Linked DNA regions of Muntiacus reevesi: region 2 is linked to region 1. A link is a contact called in public Hi-C data. All regions are on one chromosome and are shown on one strand. Each heading gives the region's core, a stretch centred on a gene start, on an enhancer-like site or on the middle of the called end of the contact. The rest is flanking DNA. Distances are from core to core; before and after follow the strand shown. Region 1 holds the start of FARP2 (FERM, ARH/RhoGEF and pleckstrin domain protein 2). Region 2 holds the start of D2HGDH (D-2-hydroxyglutarate dehydrogenase).

Region 1 (7,080 bases), core at 3,269-5,768:
CAGCGCCAGGTGCAGGGGGCGTGTGGGCCTGGAGAAGGAGCAAGGCTGGCAGTGCAGGGGGCCAGACGCTGCAAAGTCATCACAGACACGTGGGAAGGCAAGCAGAGCGTGGCACTCAGTGGTCAAAACTGCACCGCCCGCCTGTCAGTGAAAAGAATTTACACTGCAGCGGTATGCTTATAAATACGCCACAGAGTTTTACCTGCTCTGAATGGAATTCTGCAAAACAGAATTTATCAGAACTCCTGCTGTTCCAAGACACAATCTGTAGCTGTACTAGAAAGAACAAGCGTGAAACCATGTTTTATATCTCCTAACAGTCAACAATAAAGATTTCTGATCAACCATGCTGGAGGAGTCACTGAACTCATTCTATTCTCTGTCACACTAATTCAAAAGTACATGGCCAAGTGAAAAGTGGTACAGAGGTGTGTGTCTAGGGCTCAAGACAATACCAACTCTTATCTGCTGCCGCTGCTGTTAACTTGCTCAGTCGTGTCTGACTGGTTGTGACCCCATGGACTGTAGCCCACCAGGGTCCTCTGTCCATGGGATTCTCCAGGCAAGAACACTGGAGTGGGTTGCCATTCCCTTCTCCAGCGGATCTTTCTGACCCAGGGATTGAACCTGGGTCTCCTGTGTTGCAGGCGGATTCTTTACCACTTAGCCACTGGGAAACAGATGTGTCAGATAATTAACAAATATGCTATTTTTCTGGATTTTTCTGACTGTTGTATTAATGTCAGCTTTGTCAACTCTGTAACGCATTTACTTTTTCTCATTCTAAATAAATATTTGCACTCCAAGTTAATTTTTATTTCTAACACTTAAAGAGGCCTCCTCCCCCACACTGGGTAAATCTCAGGTCCCATAAAAACTGCCATTCACTCTGCCCTGATGAAACCTGACTCATTCAAACATTCAGCGAGCACCTTGCTTCTGAACAGAGCAATTCCAAGACCCTATAAGCACAGGAGCCTCTGAGAGGAGAAAACCTCCCCCATCACAGCGGGGAAGACACAGGAGAGAGTCTCCTAAGTGCTGGTAAGAGCTGCAAGAGGTGAAGCCAGAAGCCGCCAGGGATCTGGTGGGTGGAGAGGGAGGGAGGAGGCCTCAGCGAAAGGTGGGTGTCTGCGTCAGACCCCCCAAGTGTCCCGAGTGGCCGCCATGCCCGCCCCTGGCTCACAAGCCTTGCCACACAAAACAAGGAATTCAGGCTCAGAATTCTAGGTTAGTGACTTGCAACGCGCGTGACCTCAGCTTTCCCCCCACCCCCGATCTCACCATGTGCCATCCCCTCTTGGGCTTAAGGGACCCCACGTGTCGAGTACGGGATAAGCCAGAAGCGGAGATGCCTGTGGAAGTGGCCCGGACCACATGGCGGAGTGCGGGTAGCACCAGGAACACAGAGGAGGGGGCGCGGCTGGTCCTGCCCGGCCGACTCTCCAGCACGGAGTGGAGCTGGGCCCATGGGGGAACGGAGGACCGGCTGGGCAAGCGCGGTGCACATGGGCGGGGCCCTGAGGGCGCCCACGGGGCTGTGCTGGGCTGTGGGGGTCCTGAGAGCCCACCTAGGAGGTCTGGGTGGAATCTCACCACCTGGTACTCTGCAGCTGGGAGCAATGGGTGAAGACAGGTTCATCACTGCACCCGACAGCATCAGAGGGCCTTTCTGGTCTTGAATTTTAAAATGACCCTAAAATAAAACTACATACATCACTCCACCTTCTCCTCTGATCCTTGTCCACATCCTCATATATTTTTAAATCAGTGTAATTGCTGTGTACGAACTGCTTCGCCTTTTTGGTTAAGATATCTTTTTGAACGTATTTCCAGGGATCATGATGGTTCAAATTTTGTTGGGAGGGAAGGGTTAGAAGGGGGTTGCCGAAGCATGTCTGGGGGCTGCAGAGTGTTCTACCACTCTTACATGCAGTGTGTATACAAGTTTGTTTTCAAAACCGGGATTCCAAAATCAAAACCTTTTATCACTTATTGCTAGCTGCTCTCCAGAAAGGTTAGACCAGTTTGCAGAATCGCTAGAAAGCCATCACATTCTGGCCTCTATCATCTTACGCTCTGTGGAGCCCTCACCTTTGACGCCCTGTTGCCAAGGTAAAGCCTGGAACTGACAAATATGCTGCAGTCCAATGATGCTCCACACATGGGATCTCAGAGAGCAAGACTGGGGTGACTTCGGCTCAGCACTCAAATTTACAGCGGTTTTCCTGCAAAGAACGCCAAGCTGTGTGCAGGAAACTTGCAACCTACGGAGCAAGGCTTACAAGAGAGTGGGTGAAGGAAAAGCAGGAACGACCTGAAAGGATAAGCAGCAGGAACTGCTACTGTCTCAGGACAGAGGCGGCACTAATGTGCCGAGAGGCAAAGTGTTTGGAGAGGAGAGGAGGGGCCCGATGGGTTTAAAAGCACATGCACAGAACTATCCATGCCTCCATCTTTGCTTTGTCAACACAGGGCATACCCTTCCCCCAAGCAGGACAATCTGCTTAAATACTCTGCCTCCTTTTCTCTGGACTGTGCACTCAGACTGCTCTTCTACTTGATAACATGACGGCTAACACCGATTAAGCACTTAGTGGGTTCCAGGCATCTAGCTACTGATGCTTAATCCTCACAACAAGTCCATGAGGCAGGTAAACTGCAACCTCATTTGTTGATAAGGAGCCTGAGGAGAGATACGTGAATGTATCATATAAACTCCCCTTTTGGGAAAGGAATTAGTACAGAAGGAAGCAGGAAGTCTACCAGGAGAGGAGGTCCAAGCAGGTAAACGAGCCAGCAAACTTCTGCAGCTCTTGCCAGCCTCTGGTCCAGAAGGCTTAGTGCTCACTGAGGGTCTGCAGCAAAGCAGGAGTCCCGCCCCAGGAAGCAGGTCCAGGCGACATCCAGTACTGGCCACCCACTCTGCTTCCAAATGGGGCCGGGGCCTGGCCACATCATCTCTGCATAGTTTGAGACAACCTGACTGCAGCCATGAATTAAAAGATGCTTGTTCCTTGGAAGGAAAGCTATGACAAACCTAGACAGTGTATTAAAAAGCAAAGACATCACTTTGCTGACAAAGGTCCACACAGTCAAAGCTATGGTTTTTCCAGTAGTCATGTACACATGTGAGAGACGGACCATAAAGAAGGCTGAGCGCTGAAGAATTGATGCTTCAAACTGTGGTTTTGGAGAAGACTCTTGAGAGTCCCTTCGGCTGAAAGGAAATCAAACCAGTCAATCCTAAGGGGAATCAACCCTGAATATTCATTGGAAGGACTGATGCTAAAGCTCCAATGCTTTGGCCACCTGATGCGAAGAACTTACTCACTGGAAAGACTGAGGGAGAGGAGAAGAGGGTGACAGAGGAAGGAGACCGTTGGATGACAACAGTCCCTCAATGGATATAAGTTTGAGCAAACTCCAGGAGACAGTGGAGGACAGAGGAGCCTGGTGTGCCACAGTCCACGGGGTTGCAAAGAGACATGACTTAGTCTTAGAGACTGAACAACAAAACAAAATACAAATACCAGGTGTGAAGGGCTTCATAATCCCTCACAGAGAGTTAAGTCTCTGGTGTAAGGAACTCAGAAATTTCAAAGAGCAGCAGAGAGAGCCTTAGATCTGCCTGCAAGCAAAGCCACTCCATGCCTGCCCAGCTCCCAGGTGCTCCGTCATCCCTCCACACCACCAGCACTCTGGTGCAGTGCCCCTGAAGGCCATCAGGCTCTCCAGAGTGCTCTGCCCAAAGCTCCCTCACAGAAAAGGCAAAGGCACAGGGAACAGCCACCCCGAGATGTAAATCTCTCCTTTCACTGTGAACTCACACTATTTCCTTCAGGGCACCTCCTGGGAATTTCTGTTTTCACGGCAATTACCACCGACTAGCACGTGGAAGGCCTCCGGAGGCTGCGGCCTCCAGGGTGGGTGTGGACCCCGGCCTGAGCGATCACTGGTTATGGTCGGGTCCCAGCTTTCTGAGCGGCCTTTGGATTCCCCCTAGGATTGACTGGCAGCCCTTCCAGGTTTCCCGGAGTAAAAGCATTAACACCTAATACCAGCCTTAAGATCATTTAAGGAAAGGCCAAAAAGGGCATGGCCACAAGTCGCCGGAGCTTCCACTTGTGGTTCTGCCCAGGCCTCCACGCGGGGCCCTCCCCGCTCACCCCGGGGCCCCCACGCGGGGTCCTCACGCGCCCCCCGGGGCCCCCACGCGGGGTCCTCACGCGCACCCAGGACCCGCAGCGGACAGGCTCCCCACACAGCGCCCTCCGCACACGCGGCCCGCCGCCCGAAGGCCTTCCCAGGCCGGGAGCAGACTCCTCTGGCCGCTCGCCGTCTGGAGGCGCCCGCCCTGCCTCGGGCTTCGGCCCGCGGCCTCCGCCGCCCGCCCCCGAGGCGCAGCCTGGCCCCTGCTCGCCCGCTGCCGCGCGGCCCCGCGCCCTCACCGGCTGCCCGGCCCGAGCTGTCGCCCGCAGCGGCCTCCGAGTCCGCGCCGGCTCCGCCCGCTCCCTACTGCCCGCGAGCCGCCCCTGCTCCCCGCGCCCCTTCCCCGCCCCGCCCGGGGCCCCGCCCCCGCCCCGCGGATGCGCCGCCGATTGGCCCGACGGCCTCTGGGGCGGGGCCTTCGCGGCCGCGGCCTGGAAGGGCGGCAGAGAACTCTGATTGGCGGATTTGTAGGGCGAGAAGGAACGCGCAGAGTCAGATGTCATTCGGCCAGCTCGGCTCGCAGCGCCGCCGGCGGTTCTGGGCGGGGCGTCGGCTCAGGGGGAGGGGCGTGGTTACGGCTGGGGGGGCGGGACGTCGGCTCGGGGGGCGGGGCGCGACTCGGGCCCAGATCCGTCTGCAGGCTGGTGCTGACCTGAACCGTGGCCGCCTGCGTTCCTGTTACCGGATCCTGCTACCAGGTGCTCTTCTCCTGGGGCTTCCGGGGTCGGCCTAGGGGCGCCGAGGGCCAGGCGAAGGTGTGCTGCAGAGGAAACGGGCCGTGCTGGGAGGCCAGCGTCCCCCTAGCCTTCGCGGTCCCCTACCGGGGAATGGAAACGTGGCACCATCTCCGGAGCCCCCAGGCCCTCCTTCGAGCAGTTGAGGAAGCTCCTTTGCATTCTTGGAGATCCAGCTCAACTTGCCCCGGGAGCCCTGCCCCCGCCGCCGTCCCCGCGGGCAGGCCAGGAGCGCCCCCGCGCGGCTATCTAGGGAGTAAGTCCCGAACCAACCTGGAGAATCCTGGTTGGTTGGCCTTCGAAACACGTTTCACCCAAGTAGCTTTCCGCGGGGCTGCCTCGGAAGGGCACTCTTGCCCCCATCATTCCCACCCGATTTTTTTCTCTAACCGGCCCCCAGCACAGAATCCCGCACCCCGCTCCCAGGGCACAGAACCCCCAACAGGTGCACACTGCCAGGGGGACCACACAGGGAGACCCTGGTCAGAGCGGCCGGGAAGCCAGGAGAGGCCAAGGAGCGCACGCTGGAAGCAACACCCGAGGGAGGGACGGGCCTGGAGAGAACTACAGACGGAAAGGGGCCCAGGCGGCCCTGGGTGGAGGGGCTAGGGGACCGGCTGCCACCCCCAGGTCAGGTTCTCAGCATTCCTCCCGGTCAGTCCGTCGTCGTCCCTACCGTGAACGAGACCTTGCTTTTCTCGCGTTTTCTGCCCGGTGGGCAGACATCATCAAGCTCTCACTAGAGCCCCTTTTTATCAGACCTTCACTATAAGGAGACCATCAGTTCCCTGGTAAATCCTTTCTTCCCAGGCTTCGTGGCTCCCTCTTTCCAGCTGGGCTCGCCAGTACAGCGCTGTTATGTACTGATGTTCCTGCGAATAATTCCTCCCCATTTCTTATACACAGGAAATGCAGAAGTTTCTCTGAGTCTTTGAGAAAATCTTACACCTTTACCTTGTAAAGAGCCAATAATGAGAATTACTCACTTAATATCTAAACAATAGTGCTTTATTGGTAAAAGGTTAGTTTCAGTGGATACAAAATTGCTGTGTAAAATAAGTTTTCAAAATACATTTTTATAGGTAAAGTTTTCTCTCTTAGTAACTAAAGAGCAATTATCTATTAGCAAAAGTATTTAGACGGGGCAGAAAAACAAAAGGGAATTTGAAAGTGTAGGTCCACCCACACCCAGGCATCCATGAGGTGGCAGCTGGCCCTATGCAGACTATACTGGGCTTATTACATCTACCACTTACTGCCACCCCGCCCCCCTTAAAAAACAGCTTTTACTAGCATAGTTAATAAATGCCAAAATAACCCAAATAACTGGCCTTGCATGGAAGTACCCCTAAGGTCATGGAACACTTCTTGGTAAAAACTGTACCTAAACCTATAGCTCTTGACCACTCGCAATTAGGCAACAGTGAAAGGGCAGTTGGGAGAACACCAGACGGTCTGCAGTGCACCTGGCGACTGTCACCATCTCCCTTTCCTCTCTGGGTGTCCTCAGCCCTGGAGCTCAGTGCTTCTCCACGTCAGCCCCTCGTGCTTTAGTGGAATGAGAATGCTGAGCCAGCACCCACTCCCTCCAGGCTCCTTCCATTTGTCACTTCTGATGACCGATCAACCGCGGGCACAGGAAACCAGGCGGCACAGTGCTGACCATCAGCCAGCCCACGGAGCAAGTCTGCAAGAGCCGTCACTCTCAAGTCCCCTGTGGACAAGTCTGTGTAACATGTAAGGAAGGAAACCACGGCGGCTAAAAATGGACGGGACAGGTCACACGCTGCTATCTGCCTGAAAACCATTCAGAACGGGGTCAGTCCAAGTGAAGCCAAACCAGGAGAACCGCGCTGGGAACCGTGATGCCCCTGCCGAGGTGCATCTTCCACACCATAGTCACAGAAAACATGCCAAGTGCAGTCTAAAAAGGCAGGCTTCTGCACAGATCAACTGTTAATTTTCCTTAAAAAGTTATGCTATAAATCTAGTTGAGTACAAATAGTTTACTGACTCTCACCACATAGGTGAGAATCTTAGCTGTGACATGGAAACTGCAGCTCATGGGTTTTCGTGGCAAACTCTATAGAACGTGGTTTGTGGCGAGTTCTCTGCATAGCAGTTTAAAAAATGA
Region 2 (6,631 bases), core at 44-2,543, 230 kb before region 1:
GGCTGAGGCCACCCCCACCCCCACCCGTGTTAGCTTTAACATCTGCAACAACCTCGCCTCCCTTTCAGCCCCTCTTCCTTCACAAGGAACAAGCAGTTAAGGTGCTATAAGGAACAGATGCCATTTCTCTGGTGGCTCAGCTAGTAAAGAACCTGCCTGCCAATGCAGGAAATGCAAAAGACACGGGTTCAATCCCTGGGTCAAGAAGATCCTTTGGGAAAGGAAATGGCAACCCGCTCCAGTATTCTTGTCTGGAGAATCCCATGGGCAGAGGAGCCTGGTAAACTAGTTTATGGACTGGGTTCGCAGAGTTGGACACGACTGAGCGCGCACATTACACATGCATGTGGTGGTTTAATCTTTAAGTCTTGTCCGACTCTGCGACCCCATGGACTGTGGCCAGCCAGGCTCCCCTGTCCCTGGGATTGCCCAGGCAAGAATACTTGAGAGGGTTGCCGTTTCCTTCTCCCTGGAATCTTCCTGACCCAGGGAGTGAACCAGTGTCTCCTGCATTTGTATTTTACCACGGAGCCACCAGGGAACGAGTGGTTAAAAAAATAAATCTTATGTTTGTGGATATGCTACAAGTTCACAAAAAGCGGGGGGCAGAGGGAAGCTCCTCTGGGCCCCCGCCCTGGGGGCCCGGGAGCGCGCACACTCGTCAGGCAGCCCCCGGGGAGGGGAGCGGGGTGGCGCGCCGGTGTTCTGGTTGCTTCCAGCTCACCTGGCGCTCAGACACCTGGGCGGCACGAGGGACAGCGCCCTCGCGCAGGGTCACACCTCCGAGTGACCTTGAGGACACGATCGGAGCCCCTGGGTGCCTGGAGGCAGCAGGCACCGCACCAGAGGGGGTGAAGCTTAAAGGAGGCGCGGACGCCGACCCCACCCCCACGGTTCAGGGCTGCGCAGGGCAGGTGAGCGGCGAGCTCGGGGCCGGACTCCCGCCGGGGGCCGGGCGCCTGGGGTCACGCCCGTCAGGGGGCCACCGGGGGCCACCGGGGACCAGGAGCGGTCGCCCCAGCCAGGGGCTGACGACCAAGCGCCGGCGCCCCGGGCACGCAGTCACCCAGGCTCGTCCGGAGGGCCCCGGGCGCGCGCCCTGCGCGATCGCGTGACCGGATCAGCCCGGGCGGTGGGATCCGAGGGCCCGCGGGCGCCCGCCGCCCCGCGACCGCGCGCTTCCGCCGCCCCCGGCCCGCGGCCCTCAGCCCTTCCGCCGAGACCCCGAGCGGCCGCGCGCACGCACTCACGTCCACGTCCCCGCCGCAAGCTTCGCGCCGCCGCCGAGTGGGCGGGGCGGAGGGACTGCGCCTGCGCCGGAGGCCTCGGGGACCCCGCCCAGTCCTGTTGCTGGCTCCGCCCGCTCACGGCCCCGCCGTCTGCCTCGGACCCCGCCCATCCCGGGCCCCGCCCCTTTGGCCGTGATGCCCGGCTTCATCCAGCTTCCCCCGCGAGGTCAGCGGGCCTTGAGCCGCGTTGGCACCGTCTAGCGTGGTCCCTGCACACGCTCCCACCCTTTCCACGAAGACTGGCCCAAGTGTACATCCCGCCCGACCCCAGAGCGTAACTCCGCCCTCCTAAGGCATCCCCAGAGGACCGTGGCTCACCCTCTCAGTTTCGGGGAACGCTGGCACCCAGAGCCCCGGTCCCCTGGCCCCAGCTCTGGCAGAAGGGGAGACATTCCTGCGGGTCAGGAATGCACTGCAGGCAGAGCCCGAGGGCGCCCCGAAGCTTCTGCCCAAGCATCTTCTTGAACAGAACCCCAGTGACTCAAGTGAGGGGCCTAGATCTGGGCTGGGTGGCGATCCCGCTTCAGGAAGGCCCAGACCACCCCCGGAGGACGCAGAGTCTGCCTCTCAGGACTGCCGCCTCCTCCAACCCCTCCAGTTTGTGCCCGACCGGTGCCAGGCTGCCACCCACGGCTCCAGGGTATCTGCTCTGTGGGCCTGTTGGGCTCTGCCAGCCGGGGCACCAGGCTGGGGGGGCTCCCGGCCTGACAGGTGTTTCCCACCCCAGCCACCCAGGGGCCAGCTCCCAGCCACCTCCCCCTCTCCCGGGGGTGCCAACAGAGGTCTCCACAGACATCTGAGCCCCAGCTCCATGGGGCTGTCCTTCCCAGCGCTCCTGGGGCCGAGCTACCCCAGGTGGCCAAGCAGCCAGCCTCAGTGCGGCCAACAAGAGTGACGTTCTGTGGCACGCTAAGATGATGACCTGGCCAAGGGCACGACAGACAGACAGCGTGTGTACGTGGCCCAAGGCCGGGATGGGAAGGCACGCTGCAGGTTCTGCCAAGTAGAATAGAGATCCTGGTGGTCCCTGCAGATTGGCAGAGAGCACAAGCTAGGACTGGATCAACAACCAGCCACTGCCAAGAGTGTGTGTTCTCCTCTGGTAAGGATGCCTTATCAGGAACAACAGCTGCAGCGGGGGTCTCACCACCTCTCTAGTAGACCTTCTTCCCTAAGACCTGCCCGCCTCTTCAGTGAGTCAGTGGAGGCACACTAGAATGCACCCTGCCTTTTTGAATTATGCCCTAGCAGGAAAAGAACACTCCAGAGACTTCCCCCAGTCCCTCCTACCATGACAGCCCTTGCTCCACAGGTCGTGGCCATCCTGCCAGTGGTCAAGTCCACCTATTTCAATGACACAGACACTGCAGAGGTAACCAGAGAGAGGCCTGGGCACCCATCCAGACAAATGTCACCTTATCACCCAATCACCACAGGCCTCACTCTGCCCACAGACCAGTGGCATCCTGGGCCCCTGGGAACCTGTAGCAATGCACCTGAGCTCCCCACCCCCGCAGCAAAGAGCCTGGCCTCCTCCTCCTCCCGGCAGGCACCCCTGGGCATGTGGAGGACAGTGCGGGCAGAGGCAGGTCACAGGCCCTCCTCCAGAGCCACAGCCTCCCTTCCAGCAAGGATGCAAGTCTGGGAACTGGGCTTCATCTGAAAGTGGGTGCCCGGCCATGCTTTCACCGTGGTGACGGAGCTGGCTTTCAATGGACCCTGTTAGCACTCGTCAAGGAAATGTCCTGAGAGGTTTAGTTGCCACAGGGCCTTGGCGCCAAGCAGGTCTAGAAGGCAAAGCTTCTGTTCCAGAGGAGGCACCTTATGCCCCTAGGAAGCAACCCCTAGTGCCCTCACTAAGAACACGTCTTTCTCGTGAGCTTGGGACCAACTTCTGATGCCATGAAACAGCTAAGGCCCAAGGTGAGGCCCAGGATCCCGCCCGGGCCCCTGACGGGACTCACCCACTCTGCCCACTGCACGTCCCGTTCAAGAGTCCATACGGCATCTGGTCCCAGCTCTCGACAGGACACTGTCTTATTTCCAGAAATGATGCATCCTCAAATGTTTGTTCCAAAAAATACTTTATTCGTTAAACAATATATCCATCATCTATAACATGATCCAAAAATACAGATATACATCTTTACATTAATTAATAAAAAGATTTACAATATTTCTTTCTTTTACAAAGAGAACATCAATAATAATTCCTTGAAAACACAATGTAACATTCAGGTTAAAGCTGCATCATCTTTTTGGATGAGATGTGGTAAGATGAACACCACAAATACATACTAGCAGGGAGGAAACTTCAGAGAACTCTCTCCTGAATAAGAACGCTTTTCTTAGACTTCCCGTTTTAAAATTCCTCTCAGCACAGGTAATGAAAACCACCACCACACTGTTCACAAAACGCTGAGGAAAGCCTGAAACCCCACATGTCCCAGCCCTGGGACACACAGGGCACACCCTGGCTGTGACCACACGGGAAGCTGCTCTTTGGACAGTGTTATTGCTCGAAGCAGTCCTCACCGAGGGCTGCCAGTGACGGGTCAGGAGGCAGGGCTGACATGCGGCTGGCCAGCGTCCCGCGCACCCCCGCAACTGCCCGGGGGCCACGTCCAGGCATCTGCCACCTCAGGGCAGACGGGAGGCTGCCTGGCTCAGGTAGCCCTGCCAGCACCAGGATCGCGTCTGCCTGCTCAGGGGCCCAGCCCGCGGCGGGGATGGTCACACAGGCCTCACATGCCAGCCGTGAGCCCCTTGAGCTCTGCCACAGAGGCGGGAGCCCGGCTTAACACCTGCTCCCACCAGTGCAGCGCGTGCTCTCCAGCAGGAAAACAAAAGGATGTTTCAACCACTGCTCACAGATAAGAGCAGCACTGGAAACGGACGACGCTGCTTCTCTGCACAAGAAGCCTCTTCCCTCACAAGCAGACCCCGAGGAGGACCCTGGGGGCCCGCAGCCTCGCTGGCTCAGGAGTGCTGCGGCAGTGGCCAGCCTGCCCCTGTTGCCAGCCCCCGAGATCAGCGAGCGTCCCGACGGGGGCAAGGGGCGAGCAGTGTGGGCTCCCGCCAACCCCGCGGGCCGGGATGCTCCTGACCACACAGCCTCCCCAGCGTCTTCCGCCTGGCGGGCAGCGGCATGGTCAGGAGGCATTACGCCGGGGCCCAAAAACGTTCTGGGGACTCTCTCTGTTCTGCTCGTGTTTTCCATTTTCTCCAAAGCTACATGCGTGTTATTTCGGTGATGTTACTGTAACCAGTAAAAGTAAACATTAGCTGGAAACATTAGCACAGAAACTTTCCCAAAAAGGTCCGCAGATGGCATGTTACACGCTGACAAGCAGGGTGACACCATCCAACTTTAAACGAAAGCTTCTGACAGGGAAGTCAGTCACCTTCCTGAGGAACGGCCGGGGCGGTGGGCACCCCGCTGAGGCTTAGGACCGCCGTCCACCTGCGTCCACAAATCCCCCTCCCGTGGGAACAGTGATGTGAATGGGTTGAAGATGAAATGAGCTTCTGAAGAATCACCACAAACATACTGTACTTACCTATCTTATCCACAAAAACTGGTAAAGGACTGAAAAAAAAAACCTTTTCCACAATTTACTCCCCATAATCTTTAAACATCCGTGCTAACTAAAACCTAAGTTACTAAACACCAACTCCCCCGGGTTTCCCGCCAAGGCAGAGGCTGCGGGTGTCAGCGGGCCCCTTCCTCAGGAGCGCTGCGTGGCCGGGACGAGCCCGGGGCCGAGGGGCAGCAGCAGCCACACCCCGCGCCCGCCCGAGGGAGCCCCGGGGGCCACGCGCTGCACAGACCGCCCGCAGTCTTCGCGGAGCAAGTCCTGGCCGCCAGCTCCCTCTGGTGAGGACAGGGTCAGACGCAAGGTGCTCGGATGCAGACCCAGGGCGGGCCCCCGTCGCCTGTAGGACAGTAGGGGCCCCGTGGGCGGCAGCCCCACAGGACGCAGTCTCTGCTCTCGGGAGCGCACAGGACAGGTGGCCATCAGGGGAAAGCAGATGGGTCCCTGTCGACGGCCCTCCTCACAGACAGGACACGGTCCGTCCACACCGGGAAGCTGGGCCTCCAGTCTGTGTTGCGGACTCCGCACCTGAGGCAGAGCCGCTGAGCCCGCTGCCTTCCAAACGCGCCTGGACGGCCTCCGGGGAGAGTCTGCCTGCAGAAGCCACGCGGGGGGGTCCACGCCTGGACCACCCCCACCATGACCACCAAGGCGGGTCCAAGGCCGCGTGCTGATCGCGAAGGAAAGACACGCGGGTTTCCTGGCTTCACGCAAAACTGCTCCTGTGGCACGAGAAGCTCACAAATCACATCACATAATTGTCACCCCTCAGTCTGAGCGGCTGACCTGCTGTGCAAGTCAACAGGTCTCAGGTCAGCTCCCGGCAGCCTGGGCTCACTTCATGTTCACACAGACCACTGTCTTCATGCTACCACAATAACTCATCTTCACAGTACAGTCAGAATTCCCGGAGAAACGGACCACCGGCCCTTCCGCTGGGCTGTCTTATGCGTACCGGTCACGGCACCGACAGCCCGTTTGCTAATGGAGAGTCGTTTACTCCGGAAAGAAAACCCCTCATGGAGGGAACAGGCAGTCCGAAGGCAAAGGCAGTGCACAGTGAGGCGGAGCCCCCGCCCGGGGAGGGCTGGCCCTTCTGGGCATGTCTCAGGCTCCATAGGCCCCCGCTCGGGCACCAGGGCCTCGGCAGGCCGCACCAGGAAGCCAGCTGGATGCCGGGGCTCACGGCTCCAGATGCAACGCGATGGCAGTGCACCAGCCACGCACCCCACGGAGTCCTGGGGCCACCAGAGGTGACCGCCATGCTCAGGGCCAGGGGTCTGTACGAAAGTCACAAGAATGGAGTCACTGTGGCAGGTCCCCTAAGATTGCTCATCTGTGCAACAGGGCTCAGGTGGCTTCTCGTCTGTTCAAGGAAACATCCAGAATGACAACTGGCCATTGAGCTATTAAATATCGTCGGAAACAAGATAGTTTTAAAATGAATGTAAAATATTGCAACATGAATGAGGGAATATATTAACTTGCTCTTCTGGTCCAGTGTCCGCCCCAGCCTTACTTCTTCTTCCTCCTCTCCTGAACACACCGCGGACAGAACCTGCAACGAGAAAAGGCGCCCTCAGGGGCCCCCGAACGCAGGAGGCCAGGCCCCACCTCCTGGTCTCCCGGGACAGCGGGATGCTGCTGCCACGGCGCCAGCACAGAGACCCGGACACAGACGGCGCAGCCCTGCCACAGGGGACGGTCTGCCCGACGTCCGTGCCGAGGCTGGGGAGACCCGAGTCA

The links. Hi-C and Micro-C count contacts between places; a contact is called where the count stands out from the background.
Region 2: a Hi-C map of blood shows a contact between it and region 1, with 5 times the contacts expected there. The contact joins the promoter of D2HGDH here to the promoter of FARP2 in region 1. A contact is called at or near these places in 2 of 3 Hi-C or Micro-C datasets (blood and muscle).

The regions. Positions count from the first base shown.
Region 1 is chr1:178,279,584-178,286,663 of mMunRee1.1, reverse strand. It overlaps FARP2 (FERM, ARH/RhoGEF and pleckstrin domain protein 2), which reads right to left and starts at 4,518. Exons shown (of 27, transcript XM_065917218.1): 1 at 4,452-4,518. It overlaps SEPTIN2 (septin 2), which reads right to left. Exons shown (of 13, transcript XM_065917213.1): 13 at 5,933-7,080.
Region 2 is chr1:178,508,697-178,515,327 of mMunRee1.1, reverse strand. It overlaps D2HGDH (D-2-hydroxyglutarate dehydrogenase), which reads right to left and starts at 1,293. Exons shown (of 10, transcript XM_065917235.1): 1 at 1,251-1,293. ING5 (inhibitor of growth family member 5) reads right to left here. Exons shown (of 8, transcript XM_065917234.1): 8 at 3,366-6,443. The coding sequence ends at 6,401.